Linked DNA regions of Mus musculus: region 1 is linked to region 2. A link is a contact called in public promoter capture Hi-C data. All regions are on one chromosome and are shown on one strand. Each heading gives the region's core, a stretch centred on a gene start, on an enhancer-like site or on the middle of the called end of the contact. The rest is flanking DNA. Distances are from core to core; before and after follow the strand shown.

Region 1 (4,491 bases), core at 810-3,309, 80 kb before region 2:
AGCTGGGGTTCAGAGAAATGATGTAACTTTTCCAAAGTCACACAGCTGGGAATAAGGAGCTGGGACCTGAACCTCGCTCAGCGCCTAGTTCCTGCAGGCAAACCACTCGGCCATCTTGCCCCCACATAAAACCCAATGCAGCAAGTCTGAGGAGGCAGACAGCTCCCAGGTGGTGCAAACCTACCTATGACTCTGTGTATCCACACTATGCAGTGTCTCCACCTCCCGGCTCCCCTCCCTCTCACCCCAGACCCTGCATCTAATTCCATCGCGTTTCTCAGGCTGCATCCTGAAGATGAGTTTGCAGGAATAATTTCCTGAGTCTTTTACTTCCAAAGCTGGAGTAGGTGTGCATCTGGTTCTCTGCCCCACAGGAGACAAAAAAAAAAAAAAAAAACCAGACCCTGAATGTGGGCAGCAGCTGGCTACACAGATTGAGCCCACTGCCCCGAAGAGATGCCCTTCCCAGGGGTGGCAGCAGAAAAATCTGGCACAGCTGGCTGCCACGTTGACAGTGCAGAAATCTCTGCCCTTCAGCCACTGGCTGCCTGGGTTATCAGGGGACAGGCAGGTGGTATATCTTCCCCAGGATCCAGCTTCACCGAAATCCTGAAAGCCTTTGTTCCCAAGACTCCTATCAGGATGTGGCTCTGAGCTAGACCAGGGGGCTGGGGTCACCTTCAAGAGACCACCTGTGAGCAGATGGGTGGTTGGTTCTATTTTGTCCTGACACTCAGTTCGTCTGACTTCTAAGTGTGGTGTGGCAGATGCAAGAACCGGAGAGGAAGGTGTGTTCTTATACTGGGAGCGTTTAATCCCCCAAGGACTGCTCCCATGTTGAAGATGAGGAAGAATGTTAGCCTCCAGGCAAGGGTTAGCCTGCTCCTCTTCCTCCTCCTCCGAGGCTTTTCTCTCTCAGAATGCCGCCACAGATTTAAGGCAGACTGAGGGACCAGGATATATCCTCTCAGATGGCCTGGGCATCAATACCGCTCAGAGCTCTCTTCTAAGAATGAAGCCAGGGATAACGATAGGGCTCTAAGTGAGGCCACCTCCACCCTCTTCACCATGCCAGCATCTGAGGGCAGCCTCACCTTGCTCTGAGCACCCTGGGCCCTGGTTAGATGAAGCAAGGAGGGATTAGAGAAAAGAAGATCTCTGCAAAGGGAGAGCTGAGTCTACAGCTAGAGGCCAGCCTTGCGATCTCTTCTTGGTAGGAGTGTGATAGTCAACGATTGGAACGGGAATCCGTTCTCTCCACCATGTGGGGTATGTGGTGGCAAAACGCCTTTCCCTGCTGAGCCATCTTGCTGACCCTTATTAAATGAAAGGGCATGGGTTAGATGGGTAGACCAGAAGATGAATAGGTAGATGGATAGGTGGGTATGAAGGTGAATGGGGGCAGTGTGTGTGTGTGTGTGTGTGTGTGTGTGTGTGTGTGTGTGTGTGTGTGTGTGTGTGTGTGTGTGTATGAATGGGAGAGGGGATGAATGGGGCTGGGGGCAGGAATGAATGAAATGATCCACACTCAGGCCCCTTCCTTCGGCCTGAGCCCTACCCCAGGGTCTTATCTTTATCTCCCAGGCTGAGGAATCCACAACCAAATTCCCAGCACAACCAGGCTCTCTCTACAGCCACTGGGCTCAGACATCCCTCCTGGGGGAGGGGCAAAATACAGCCAGGACAGGAAGCTTGCAGGAGAAAGAGAAGCCTTCCCCTCCCACGACTTACAACCTTTCAAGGCCTGGAGGGGAGGCAGGGACATTAGACAATCAATGCAGAGAGAGGAAATGACCCCACAAAGGAGCCCCACCACCACCTCGGCGGCGGAAGAGGCACATGTGGGAGCCTGGCAGCTGGAGGGGGAGGTGGCAGCCTCGTCACAGCCAGATGTGGCCTCTCAGCATTCCAGAGGAGCCAGCGCTAGGACCACGTGACAGATGAGAAATCTCGGCTGACCACTGGGGGTGGGGTGGGGGAGGCAGCTTTAAAGCCAGCCTAGTCCGAGCTGCTGGAACCAGGCCAGTAGTTCTGCCTCTTGCATGAGCTCAAAATGACACACAGAAGCAGGAAGAAGCCCACAAAGTCTAGCTACGGAGAAACGGAAACCCAATCTGAAGCCGCTGACAGAGGGGCTGACTCATGGGTCTTTCATATCCTGTGCAGTCAGAGAAAGGCTCAAAGGCCCCAGAAGAAAGTGGGTGCAGCCCCAGCAAATAATTAGAGCATCACAGACAACCCCGGGCCCATGGGGAGTCCATCCCAGAGTCCCCAGACTGTACAGACAGAAGCAGAAATGAAGACATTCAGAAAGGAGACACTTTTATGCCCCCCTTGATTTGACTATCAGACTACGGAAACAATGAACCTCAAGAAATGGAACCCCCCCCCCCCCAAGGAATCTCATAACAGCGCAAGGGAAAAGGCGACAGCCAAAAGGGAACCTGGTCTCCTGGAAAAGGATTCCACACAGTTTTAACCAATGAGGGTGAAGCCAGACGATGATAGGTCAGTGGCGGGGCAGAACCGCACTCTGTCCAAGGCTGGATAGATGCTCAAACCCATGGCTATTTAAACACTTCCCCTCGCTTCGAGCCCCCAAGAGTGACTTGAGGGGGTCATTGTCCCTCTCCCCAGTGTGGCCACACTGAGAACGTCTTCCTCTCTCACACTATTAATCTGGCTGTTTTAATTAGCTGCTCAAGAATGGCTTCTTCGGGTATAGACAGCGACTCCAAGTTTGGTAACATTCCAACGCCTGTTCCCACATCCCCCGGCTGTGATATCCCAGGCGAACTCATCGCCCTTTGTGAGTTGCTTTTCTATATTCCCCATTTCTGAAGATAGTTGTGGGAACCACTCTGCAAGTAGAGGAAGAGGAGGGTGAAGAAGACCCCAGCGCCGAGACAGGGCTGAGCATCGGATCCTGCACTTCAGCTCAGTCTAGCTCCAAGTGCAGGCCAGGCAGGCAAGGGCGCTGGGCGGGAGCCTCAGGGTGGGGTGGGGGTGGGACAACAAGAATGGTCCCGCCTGGCAGCAGGCACGCCCAGGCCGACTCACTCAGGTGATGGGAAACAGGCGCAGGTGAGGCTGGGCTGGAGCCCTCAGTGGAAAACTTCACTCTGGGCCAAGCGTGGGCCGGGGCCTGGCCCTGGCCCTGGGTGGGGGTGGACGGCAGCTTCCTTTCCTGTGGTCTGCCTAAGCCTTCTCTGTTCCAGCCCACTCACCAAGGGGAAGTCATCCCACTACCCTGGGGCAGGACCAGGTATGGGCAGACAAGGGGCTTCCAGCAGAGCAGAGGTTCAGCCAAAGGCCCTTATGTGCTAGACAGGAGCGTCAGCAGAGACCAACCAGGGAGCCTTGGGCCACACAGCCCAGGGCTGGTTCTTCTGGGAGGGCCCAGATCCTCACTGGCTTCTCTGCACCTTCCAAAGGGGCTCAGTAACCTTGACTGAGTCTACATCTTCACTCTACACCACACCCATTCGTTTGTTCTGTACTGCAGCCCCTCTGAGTCTGCAACAGAATACAGAAATGATGAGGGAGTAGGGCGGGGGTGGGGGGTAGGGCACCTTGACAACCCAGGGCACCACCAACCACCAGCCCATGCCTCAGGAAGCTAAAGGCTGAGCCACAAACCCAGAAAGCACTCCCCCCCCCTTCCTCTCCCCGTTTCTTCCTTCCCGGGACTTCCAGCACATAGGCAGTGAAGGTGACAGCCAGGGACCTCAAGTGAACCCACCCGCTACGGAAGGAAGCCCTGCACTCCCATGCTCCTACCCACCTGTGCCTGCCTGGGCCTTCTGGGTACCACCCCACCTTACCACCTCTTTGGGACGCTGCCATGCAGACATGCCCACTAGGACTGCCCAGCTGTACTCCGCTGCTCAGAAGGAAACACAAATTAAATGCCAGCTGATTGTCTCCACGGAGGAGGTATTAATTTAATGTGAACACTTAACCCAGGCGGCCGATCCCATTACAGGCGATAATAGCTGGAGCAGGCCAGAGCCCAGACAGCAGGCTGGTAATGGGGCTGGATTTTAAGGAACCCTCCACACCCAGAACAGTCCTGCACCAGCACACTGCTGGGCCATCACACACAGAGAGGCCTATTCACCATCTGACCCATCTTGCAAGGCTCCTGGGCAGAGGGTAGGCTGGGTTGCCAGCCACAGGGGTGGGGGGAGGGGTACGGAGTCAGGAGATGCTTGAGTAGCAACTGTGGCGAATTCACTGCGTAATCTGGGCAAGTCTCTTCTCGACCCTGGGCCGCGTGCGGCACACTCATCTGTGATAGCATCATCAAGAATCCATCTCGGGTCTGGGGATAGAGCTCCGTTGGCAGCTTACTTAGCAATTGTAGGAACCTGCTTCTCTTTCTCTAACCCCAGGTAAACCAGGCCTGGTGGTGCACACACCTGTAATTCCAGCACTCCAGAGTGGAGGCAGGGGGATCAGAAGTTCAAAGCAGCCTCAGATGTGTAAAGG
Region 2 (4,469 bases), core at 1,952-4,451:
TGAGGTCTGGGTTGGGCTGCAGGGACTTCCACCGCCTAGCCCTACTGTCCGTTCTGCCTCAGTCTCTCGCTGTTGCTCCCTAGACATGTCTCTGGGTCTCTGTTCCCTGTGACTGACAGACCTCTTCTCCATCCTTAGTGGAATCCAGTGTGCCATTCAAAGCTCATCCAAGCATCCCCCTTCTGAGAATCTTCCAGACCCCCGACCCCCGGGGAATGTAGGATTTCCTTCTCTGAGCAAGGTGTGCTCTGAGCAAGGTGCGCCCACACACAGGCTGGCCAAATATCAGTCTCTGGACTCCAGGGATGGGTTAAGAATACATGGAAAGGAAACCAGGCCAGCAGACGGGCAGGTACCTGCCTCCGCTCACTGACCACATGTGCACGGTGCCAGCCCGGGTGGAGCTGGGTGCCAGTGGGAACCCAACAGGCCAGGCAAGAAGGTGCTTGTCTGAGCCCCAAGCCAAGGGTGACCTCATCGCTGAGTCAGCCTCCCAAACATGAAGGGTGGGGGGCAGGGGTCCACCCTGCCAGAAGGGGTGGCACCTGGGACGCTGTTAACAAGCAAGGTGCCTGCTTGGGGACCGAGTTGTTGAGTCAGGGCTCGGGCAACGCCTTGACCTTCTAAGGGCACCACCATCCTCTTACCTGGCTCATCACTCATTAAGAGAAGGAAAAAAAAGGCAAGCCACGCGAGGGAGAAGGCCAGAACCTGGAGCTGGCCCTGCTTCTCAGAGGCAGTTAGTGCTCATTCGGAAAAAATGACGATGACACCATCCCAGGCAGAGCCAAAACAGGAGCCCCAGGTGTGTGCCAGGTGGAATGCCAAGACCCAGCCTACCTCTCCCCACAGTACCGTGCCGGGGACCCCACCTGTTCAGGCCTCAAGCATACCTATCCCTTTATGGGTATCAGGGAGAGCATTCATGAAGCCTCCGTGTCTCCCAGGAGGATCTGGGTTGTGCTATGTTACCAAGATCCTGGACCCGGGTGAAGCTGGCATGCAGGTTTTCCCCAGCCCTGCCCGATGAACTCTTGTTTATCAGTTGGTCACAGAACGTCAACTGTCCCAAGCCACGGAAGAACTACAAAGTGGCTGCCAGCGACCCAGCCCTTCTCAATCCCATCACGAGTGAGCGTCAATGCCACCAAGCAGAGAGATGTCACAGCTCCTCAGTGCCATCCTTGTGGAGAAAGAGACCCTGTCGGTTGTCACTCTCAGGCAATGACTGCCCCATGGGGGCCCCCACTGAGGGCGAATAGGCAGAGGGAGCTGAGTTACTGCTGTGGTCACTGGGTGCTCACCACTCAGTGTGGCATCGGGCAGAGTCCCTCTCTCAAAGCCACCTTGGGTACCCCCAGCCCTCAAAGCAGTGTAGGACGGGTCTGCCAGCTGTCAGGTCCTGAGGGTTCACCCTGATACCGGCAAAAGGGTTCCTGGGATACGGGAGGCCTCAGCAGCTGGTCTACTTGCCAGGGAGAGAGAGAACTGATGCAAATCGGGTGTCTCTTAACACCCACTGTGCTGAGCCAAAAACCAAAAGGGACCCATCCAGCCACAGGGTTTATGGGAGGGTGTGTTTCTGAGAAATGTCCGACTACGGGGTCCTACTGTCCAGATCACCCCCAGAGTGTCCTGAGGTAGGGATGGAGAGAGCCCTCTATAAAGAATCAGGTTAAAGGAGGCCATGGGTGTGGGATGTGACTCGGTTGACAGAGTGCTTGGCTGGCAGACCTAAAGCCCTGGGTTGGATCTCTCAGCATGGAGTAACTGTGTGTTAGTGCCGCTGCCATCCTGGCACTAGGGAGGGGGATGCAGGAGGACCAAGAGTTCAAGGTTACCCATGGCGATGGAGTGACTTTAAGTTTAGGCCTGGGCTACATGAGACCTCCTCTTATAGATATATAAAGAGAGAAAGAGAGAGAGAGAGAGAGAGAGAGAGAGAGAGAGAGAGAGAGAGATAACTTGGGTGTAATCCCAACTCAAGACAACAGGGATTCTGCTAAAAGGGGGAAATCTGGACACAGCATGTTCAGAGCAAAGGCCACAGGATACCTGTGTGGTAGCCAGGGCAAGAGAATGCTCTTGGCAGCCAGAAGCCAAGAGAAAGGCCACAGCCATGTCCTTTGGGGCTTTTGATGACACCAACCTACCAAAGTGTGGATCTTAGCCCTGGTCTACCCAAGGAGGAGTGCAGAAGTCTCCAATTTAAGTTGCCCAACAATGGTGCTTTGTTCAGGCACACACACACAAAGTCACCTCCAGCCGCTTACCAAGCGAGCTGACGGGTGTGTGACCGCCGATCATGTGGGCTCAGAAGGATCAGGTTTGGTTTAATGTCTGTTTGCCAGCTTTCCACCCTCAGGGGCTCCTCGGTGAGGGATCCTCATGTTCATCTTGCACAGGACCCACTGCTGAGGGTTTGAGTGGTAAGAGCTCCCAGGCAGGCCACTGCCTCAGGTCCTGTGCTTCCCCAATCACTAAGGCCCAACTTGGGGGCTAAGTTGAGCATTCATTAGGAGTTAGCCTAGCCAGGCTATGACCCCAGGCTGTGACCCTGGGGCTCTGGTCTGACATCTTGCTGTCTGACCTCAAGGATCTGCTTGGGATAAAATATCCCACCGTGGCTCTCATATCAGGGCTCTTGGGCAAGGACCTTGCCAAACCCAAATCCCCCTAGCTTTAGCCCAGCCCCAGGTTCAACACGGGAGTGTGAAGCAAGGGTTGGGGGTCCCCAGGAGCCTTGAGTCTTAGTCACCTCCTAGGCTCTTTGCTTTTGTTTGGTCCAGGTCTGGTTATATATGGCTTGTGTTGATGCTTTCCTGAAGTTACCTGCCCCCACCGAATAGACTTTGGTTCCCTGCGGGAACTTGCAGTTTCTATTTATTGATTCTTCTAAAAGGTTAGCCAACAACCCCTCTGGGAGGCTGGCAGACCACCTAGGCGGAGTCTTCTGGGAGGGTCTTGTTGCTGCAGCTCAGGAAGGGGATGAGGTTACTCTCTGGTAACCTGGTGGTTGGGAGGAAATGCTGGACTGGGAGAGACAGGGGTGGAGGCCGGAAGGGGGCCTGTTTCTCAGGGAGCCCTCCTGCCAACAGTTGTGTTTGGATAATACAGTAACTCCCGGGTAACAAAACCAGGGCCAGATCAGCAGATAAAAACAAAAGCCAGGATAATTGAGGCCTTGCAGGTAATCCCTCAACTTGACCTTAGCTTCCACTTTTCCGGCCAGTGCCAGCGATGATGTGATACAGTGTTCACGGGCAAAGCTAGGGAGCCCACAGAAAGTGATCTGGGGACAAGCAAGATGGCTGAGCCACCGAGCCAGATGACCTGAGTTCAGTCCTTGAGACCCACCTGATTTCCATATTCTGATCTCAGTAGCATCAATCTTCTCCCTCAATACGCAGAAATAAGAAAAGAAATGGAACTTTTTTTTGTCAATAAAGAGACTGGATGTTTTTGATGGACCTGAGGAGGGTAGGGCCAGCTGTACCTCCTGGGAACAATGTCGTGACCACTGTCCGGGCTTCCCTTTCTCAACCCCCTCCACTCAGCTGATCCCCCCTCACACCTCCCCCCAGTGCTCTGGAACACGCCTATGGGAGCTATCTATCTTTGAGGTGTGCTGGGTACCTCATCTGGGTCTTCCTGACTGCCTGCCTGCCTGGCGTTTCGCTAGAGCTGGGGTCTTTGGGTTAAATATTTGGCCTCTGTACCTTGTTTAGGGCCTGGCCCAGAAATGAGGTATGTGCAGAATCTTTCTGGGAAGGGGCACTCTTTGGAGATGGAACATTGAAAAATCAGTGAGGAGGTCCTGGCCAGAGGTGGCATGGCTGGAGGTGGCATGGCAGGAGGTGGCATGGCTGGCCCCATGAATCTAACAAGCAGGTCAGGCTAGATGGTGGGCAAGTGATTCTTGCTCTTCTTCAGCCCTGGGCCTCTACCTCTTGGCACACACACATACATACACACACACACACACACACACACACCTCTTGGCAACAGTCAGGGAAGGTCATTGGTAGTCTGCGTGGCTGTTTTGGGCATACTCCTGACATGGGCTCCATGGTACCATCAACTCCCCTCCCCGTCCCACGGAGCAGCTCAGACCAGCCAGAAGTGACGATGAGAGATGAAGTGGCTGAGGATCTCAAAAGGGGAAATGGGGAGAAGAAGCCTGAGGAGCCAGTCGGGCTGCCTAGGGACCGTCAGAAGACTCAGTCGGGCTGCCTAGGGACCGTCAGAGGACTCAGGCTTGCCTCACAGTCGGGGATGTGAAGCAGCTGCAGGTTAGCCTCCAGCCTGGGTCTCAAGATTCTCGTGGTTTTATCCTCTCCTGGCTCTTTCTATGTGTGTTTTTTCTGCAGTGGAAGAAGAGAGAGGGTCGTGTGAGGTAAATGGAGGCTACCTGACCACCTTGCCACCTCGTCCTTGGGGCCCTCGTTGTTCCAGCTAAGAAGCACACT

The links. Capture Hi-C pulls out chosen DNA fragments and counts their contacts.
Region 1: a promoter capture Hi-C map of liver shows a contact between it and region 2. The contact joins two enhancer-like sites. A contact is called at or near these places in 1 of 39 promoter capture datasets (embryonic stem cells), 3 of 15 datasets of contacts at CTCF or cohesin (embryonic stem cells and pro-B cells), 16 of 484 Hi-C or Micro-C datasets (8-cell embryo, the AML12 cell line, the G1E-ER4 cell line and 6 more), 17 of 115 datasets of contacts at active chromatin or transcription factors (cardiomyocytes, embryonic hindbrain, embryonic midbrain and 7 more) and 3 of 9 other capture datasets (adipose tissue, liver and pancreatic islet).

Annotation. Positions count from the first base shown.
Region 1 is chr4:139,596,664-139,601,154 of GRCm38.p6, reverse strand. All of the region lies in intron 1 of Iffo2 (intermediate filament family orphan 2), which reads right to left. Among named protein-coding and RNA genes, the nearest start is that of Aldh4a1, 24 kb to the left of the region's middle. RefSeq lists an enhancer at 1-3,714. Within about 2 kb of position 2,059, at least 322 of the 459 cell types and tissues checked have an H3K27ac peak or open chromatin away from gene starts, as enhancers often do. A contact at or near this core is called in hepatocytes and liver, where this site is marked.
Region 2 is chr4:139,518,098-139,522,566 of GRCm38.p6, reverse strand. No RefSeq gene overlaps it. Among named protein-coding and RNA genes, the nearest start is that of Iffo2, 54 kb to the left of the region's middle. Within about 2 kb of position 3,201, at least 3 of the 459 cell types and tissues checked have an H3K27ac peak or open chromatin away from gene starts, as enhancers often do. A contact at or near this core is called in hepatocytes and liver, where this site is marked.